2 separate regions of the Ovis aries genome follow, and region 1 is linked to region 2. The links are chromatin contacts, called in public Hi-C maps. All regions are on one chromosome and are shown on one strand. Each heading gives the region's core, a stretch centred on a gene start, on an enhancer-like site or on the middle of the called end of the contact. The rest is flanking DNA. Distances are from core to core; before and after follow the strand shown. Region 1 holds the start of MRGBP (MRG domain binding protein). Region 2 holds the start of BHLHE23 (basic helix-loop-helix family member e23).

Region 1 (2,813 bases), core at 160-2,659, 160 kb after region 2:
CTGCTGTCCTGGTTACCAAGTTGACCTGCTCTCCCTCAGACCCAGCATCTGGGGGTTCCCTGAGGGTGGTCTTCCCTGAGGGTTGGCCTAGTTCTCACAGAAACCACCATGTTCATCTCAATGTGACTCAGACCCGGTCACCTCCCTGCTTATAGCACTCGGGAGTTTTCCACAGGACTGACAACCTAAGAGCCCCCTCCCACACAGGCCTCAGCTCCCTAGTTATCTCCTGGAAAGATCTTAACTGAACCTCGACTCCCCCCCAAAATCTAAGGTAGATTCAGTGCAATAACTAGCTACTGTCACCAAGCTTGTGTTTTCATAAAACTACCCAGAGCTATCTTGTTTAACAACTGGTCACCTGTGGGACATCCTGGATGTCAAGGTAGGACGTGGTTGGTGGTGGGGGGTGGGGGGGGTGGGGACAAAGGCAGGGTAGGCGGTGTGGAGGGGGCTCCCTGCCAGCAGCTCTGTCTGCGGGGGTCCAGCTCACCAGTGCCTGCATGTCATACATGGTGCTCAGGTGGTCCCAGATGACCTTGGATGGGACCTGCCGACCGATGTTCTGGCTGAACTTGTCTCGGATACAGATCATGTGGAAGTGCCGGTTCACCCCTGCAGAAGGAAGGGGTCGGCTTGTGGGGGAGGGGTAGGCCAGCTGGTAGGGTAGCGAAGAGGTAGGGGGCAAGGGGGAGAGAGCGGGCAGTGGTTGCAAGGGTGTAGGGAGGCAAAGGTGGAGGGTGGAAGAGGTAGGAGGTGCAGCGGAGAGAGGTGGGAGAGGAAAAGGCAGGGGTGTGCAGCGGAGGTGTAACGAGGGCACAGGGGTGGGGGTGCACGTGAGGGCTGGAGTCAGCCGGGATGGGTGGCTGGGCACAGGAAGGGGGCAGAGTCGGGTGGGGGTAGGGTATAGAAGGGGGCAGCGTGGGCAGGAGTGGGGGACTGCTGGAGGAAGCATGGATGGGGTGCGCAGGTGGGGGCAGGGTGCGCAGGTGAGGGCACGGTCGGCGGGGTGCAAGCGCAGGAGGCCCCGCCCAGCGCGCGTCCCCGACCGTTGCCGGCCGCCCCGCCCCCACGCGGGTGGGCCGCCCCGGCGCGGCGCTCTGCTCACCGACGGGCTTGTGGCCCAGCATGGCGTGGAAGAGGCACACCTCCACCTCGGGGCTCCACACCACCGTCTCCTCGGCCGGGCTGGTGGCAGCCTCCCCAGGGCCCTTGTCGCCGGCCGCGCCGCCGCCGCCCACCTCGGCCTCCCCCATGGCCCCGCCGCCCAGCGACGAGCCCCGGGCGGGAGCGGGCACGGCCACGAGCTCCGCGCAGGCGCACTCGCGGCGTGGGCGCGCGCTCGACGGGCTCGCTCTCGGACTCTCCCGCGGCGCAGGCGCAGGCGCAGCTGAGCGCTGGGTCGCCGCGCCCCCAGGCGGCACGGTCTCGCGGCGCAGCGCCGGCAGAGCAGGCGGATCAGGCGAAGGAGTGGGTTTGCGTAGATGGATGGAAATGCCCTAAATTAGATTGTGCCCGTAGCTGCACAGCTCGGGGTAAACCCCGCTGAACTCTGCGCTTACGATGGCGGGATTGCAAGCTGCACCTCAGTAAGAAGCAAAGAAGAAAAAGAACAGGCGACCTACAGTTCCTGCGAGTGGGGGCTCCAAGGGCTTCCACTGCCTCCAGCTGACCCTTGGCCTGAGCGCTGCACAGAGAGGCTCCTGCACACCGGGGCAGGGACGTCGGGGTACAGCCTTCCCGCCTGGGGCCTCCAGGGTGACCAGCATTGGGCCCTGGGGGTTAACCCTGGTCGGGAGGGGCGGGGCCAATGGGGCGGCCGGCCTGGGCAGTCAGGTGACAAGCTCAAAGCTGCGCCCAATCAAGACCGCCGGCTCCTCCCCGCCCCGCCCCGCCCCATCCCCGCCCCCGAGGGCTTCTCCCCGGCCCTTCTCCGTCAGGCCACGCCCACGCGGTGCTCCGGGCGGTTACCCAAGGCGAGGAGCGCTCTTGCTCTTCGTCTCCCCCTGGGTGTAGACATAGGGTCGGCCTTCCGGGTCCCTTTCTGGCTCTGCGGCTTGCCAGCCGTGTGAGCCAGGCAAAACGCTGAGCCTCTCCAGGCCGCAGGTGTCCTCCTTGCAGTGCAACTAACGGCGGCGCCTTATCCTGGGGTGCCCTGGGCACACGCTCGCGCTTCTTAGCCGGCATTCGGAACCGCTCTGGCCAGCCTCACCCCCGGAACAGTGGGGACTCAGTCTTGTCCTCCCTTGTGTGAAGAGCGCTGCTGGTGATGCCAGTCCCCACAGAGTGGGGACATGTGGCCCAGGGAGGATTTCAGTGACCCAGTGCCACCGGCTGTCCTGGAGCCACGATGTGGAGGGACATTGTGACTTTGCTGGGCCTGTGCTTCTTTCCTCTCTCTGACCCACAAGTGGGGCTCCCCTCAGGGCTTGCTGTGAGGTGGAATGGAGCACAGCCCAAAGCCACTTCACTCGGGCTCTGTCACACAGAAAGCACTAACAGACAGTGGCCCTCATCATTAATCTCCCTACACTTCCCAGACACTTCAGGGTCCCTGCTCCTCCACCAGGTCCACCTTCTGCTCATTCTATCCCCACCCAATTCCTGCCTTCTTCAATCTGGAGAGCCTCCTCCTCTAGGAAGCTACCCCTGATGCCCACAAGACAGCCTCAGCCCATCTGTGCCTCTCATGCAATCTCTTCCTCCTGCCTGGGGTCACCTGGGTGCTGGGCTGTGTTTTCGTTCTCTCTGGTGGCCACTGTAGCTGAGCTGTGTTCAGCCAGCAGCTGTGGTCCACAGACACCCGGTTCCTT
Region 2 (3,021 bases), core at 478-2,977:
CTGAGAACGCCCATTAAACAGCAGGGCCCGCAGGTGGAGTGCAATCTCCCAAGCGGCCAGCAGGTGGCAGCGTCTGCCCAAAAACCACTCCTGTCCAGGCATATTCGGGACTCAGCCACGAAGACTGCTTCTGCTGCCGGGGTCAGATCCCATTTGGGGGATGGAGGGGGCGGGGCGGGCTGACATCGGATTTAACTGAACCTCCCAGCGATGCTGACCTGCAGCCACAGCGGGAGCTCTGCTCCAGCCTCTATTTTGAAAATCGATCTCCTGGGTGCCTGTGGTTTCAATGACTACATATTCTGATGACATACCCACGGCCGCACAAATGCCTACCAGACACCCCTTGGTTGGTTCAAACGCTCCCACCCTCAGTTTATCCACTGAGCTTACCCTCCCCCTTAACCCCACCCCCAGCCCTGAGGCCCAGAGGCAGGAGGCCCTCAGCTCCCATCAGACCCCAGCACTCGCATGGGCCCGGGGGCATCAGTGGAGCTGGCCCGCCTCTGCTTACAACCCCTTTCACCCTGACCAGCTCTACCAGGCCGGGAGGGACGCCCAGAAGGAAGCCTCCCAAATCCCCTGAGGGCTGCGGTGCCGCGGTCTGCAGAAAGCGTTTCCCTGAGCTCCTTCTGGGTGGCCTCTGTCCTCCCAGCAAAGACCAAACTCCCCGCCAGGACCAGCCACGCGGGCCTCTGCCCCCACCCCCACTCCCGCCCTCTGCCGCCGCTCCAACAGCCTAGATGCGCCCTGCCCCTCAGGGTGCTTCCCCACCCCAGCTGCGGGGCGTCCCCCACTCGCTCTCCAGACTTCGGACCAGGAGGCAGTGCAGGGGCTCCTTGGAAAAGGCCTCCCCCAGACCCTCCTGGTCCTTCATTCGCAGCCGGACACGCAGGTAGGTGAGACCTACTCTCCTAAACATCAGCCCCAGGTTCCCTCCCCTCATCCGGGGGCCCAGAGAGCCGGTCTCTGATGTTCCCACGACGGATGATCCACGTGTTTGCGCCTGTCTCCTCGAACACTCCCATCCAGCACCGAAGTCCTGGAGAGCCAGCAGGCCCTGGAAGGGGCGCTGGGAGCGCCCAGTTTGCCCTTCGGGTTACCTGGCTGTGCGGTGCTACTCGGACGCCCACCCGGGAGGAGCGCCCCAGGCGTACGCCCGGCACCTGATGCGGACTCGGCTGGTCGATCTCCGTGGTGTTCTGCGCGCTCCCTGCTCTGATCCCTGCCTGCGCGACGCCGGACGTAGGTCCTGCAAATGGCACAGAAGAAGAGAAGGAGTCGGACTGAGACGGGTGCCCACGAGGGACAGGAGGGTACAGCGGCTGCACCCCCGGGGGCGGCAGGAGGCAGCGCGGAGAAGCGGGAACAGCGCTCCTAGGCCCCACCGTGTCCACCACTGTCTCCAACCAGACCCCCGGCTCCCTCATCCCGGCGGCTCCCCCATCCTTGGCCGTCGGTCTGCGCCGCCTAAGCGGCCGGGCTCCGGAAAGAGGCGGTCACCAGGTCCCCTCTGATTGGACGGCTGCGAAGTCCCAGCGGGCGCCTCCGCACCTTAAAGGGGGAGTGGCGGCGCGAGTGGGAGGTAAAGCGCTCCCCAGCCCAGCCCAGCGCGCGGCGGCGAGAGGTGGGGGTGGGGTGGGGAGCAGTAGGAGAGAAAGAGACGGAATAGGAGGGGGAGGGGAGAAGGGGGAGGGGAGGCGACCAGGAGGCGGGGCCGAGGCCCTGGGAGGCTCGGGGACTGACTGACTGCCGGACGGACGCGCGAGCCGGGAACCGGACCGAGGCGGCGCCAGCGGCCAGCGCGAGCGCGGACCCTGGGGCGGCACGGCCTGGGCCGTGGGAGCACCTGCCCGCCCGGCGGGCCCTCGGGCCCAGAGGCGCGGCCATGGCAGAGCTCAAGTCGCTGTCGGGGGACGCGTACCTGGAACTGAGCCACGGCTACGCGGCGGCGGGCCTCGCCTACGGGCCGGCCCGGGGGCCCGAGGCGGCCCGCTGCTACGGCATGCCGGGCACGGGAGGTGACCTCCCCGCGGCGTCCGCGCCCCGAGCCCCGGCCGCGGCAGCCGAGAGCAGCGGCGAGCAGAGCGGGGACGAGGACGACGCCTTCGAGCGGCGGAGGCGGCGGCGCGGGCCGGGGAGCGCGGCGGACGGACGGCGGCGGCCCCGGGAGCAGCGGTCGCTGCGGCTGAGCATCAACGCCCGGGAGCGCCGGCGGATGCACGACCTGAACGACGCCCTGGACGGTCTGCGCGCGGTGATCCCCTACGCGCACAGCCCGTCGGTGCGCAAGCTCTCCAAGATCGCCACGCTGCTGCTCGCCAAGAATTACATCCTCATGCAAGCGCAGGCCCTGGACGAGATGCGGCGCCTCGTGGCCTACCTCAACCACGGCCAGGGCTTGGCCGCGCCGGTGGCCGCCGCGCCCTTGGCGCCCTTCGGCCAGGCTGCAGTGTACCCCTTCTCTGCCAGCGCCGCGCTGCCCTGTCCAGACAAGTGCGCCGCCTTCTCCGGGACGCCCTCGGCGCTTTGCAAACACTGTAACGAGAAGCCCTAAGGGCCCTGGGCCGTCCCTCCTTCCGCACGCGTCCTTCATTTTACCTTTCCCCCATGACTGCCACCCTCCCCCACTGGACTGCGCTCACGGGGAGAAGACGGCCGCACCTCGCTTCCAGTCTTTATGCGCTGAGCAGTTGGGCCGGCGGAACAGAAGAGCAAAGCCCAGCCGGGAGTGGGACTGAACTGGACAACGGGGTGCTGGAATCCAGGTCGTAGAGCCTGCAGCGCCCCTGGGCACTCTCCGGACGTCGCCAGCCATCGATCCTGAACAGGACGGGGCTGACCAACCGTGTTTGTCTGGGTGCCACCGCTCAGCCTCGAAAAGAAACCCGGGGTTGCAGTGGGAACAGGGGTTGGCGCTATCCCCGCGCGGGTGATCCTCGCCAGAGCCACCTATGGGCTCGCAGAGCGCAGGGAAGGAGGGTAGCCCGGGTCCCGGCCCTCTCAGGGCGCGTATTTGGC

The links. A called contact is a pair of places that touch in the nucleus more often than the background predicts.
Region 1: a Hi-C map of hypothalamus shows a contact between it and region 2, with 2.1 times the contacts expected there. The contact joins the promoter of MRGBP here to the promoter of BHLHE23 in region 2. A contact is called at or near these places in 4 of 16 Hi-C or Micro-C datasets (blood, hypothalamus, muscle and 1 more).

What each region holds. Positions count from the first base shown.
Region 1 is chr13:54,283,098-54,285,910 of ARS-UI_Ramb_v3.0, forward strand. MRGBP (MRG domain binding protein) reads right to left here and starts at 1,410. Exons shown (of 5, transcript XM_027976970.3): 1 at 1,109-1,410; 2 at 494-615. The coding sequence starts at 1,256.
Region 2 is chr13:54,124,592-54,127,612 of ARS-UI_Ramb_v3.0, forward strand. BHLHE23 (basic helix-loop-helix family member e23) reads left to right here and starts at 1,728. Exons shown (of 1, transcript XM_012189425.4): 1 at 1,728-3,021. The coding sequence starts at 1,889. The coding sequence ends at 2,557.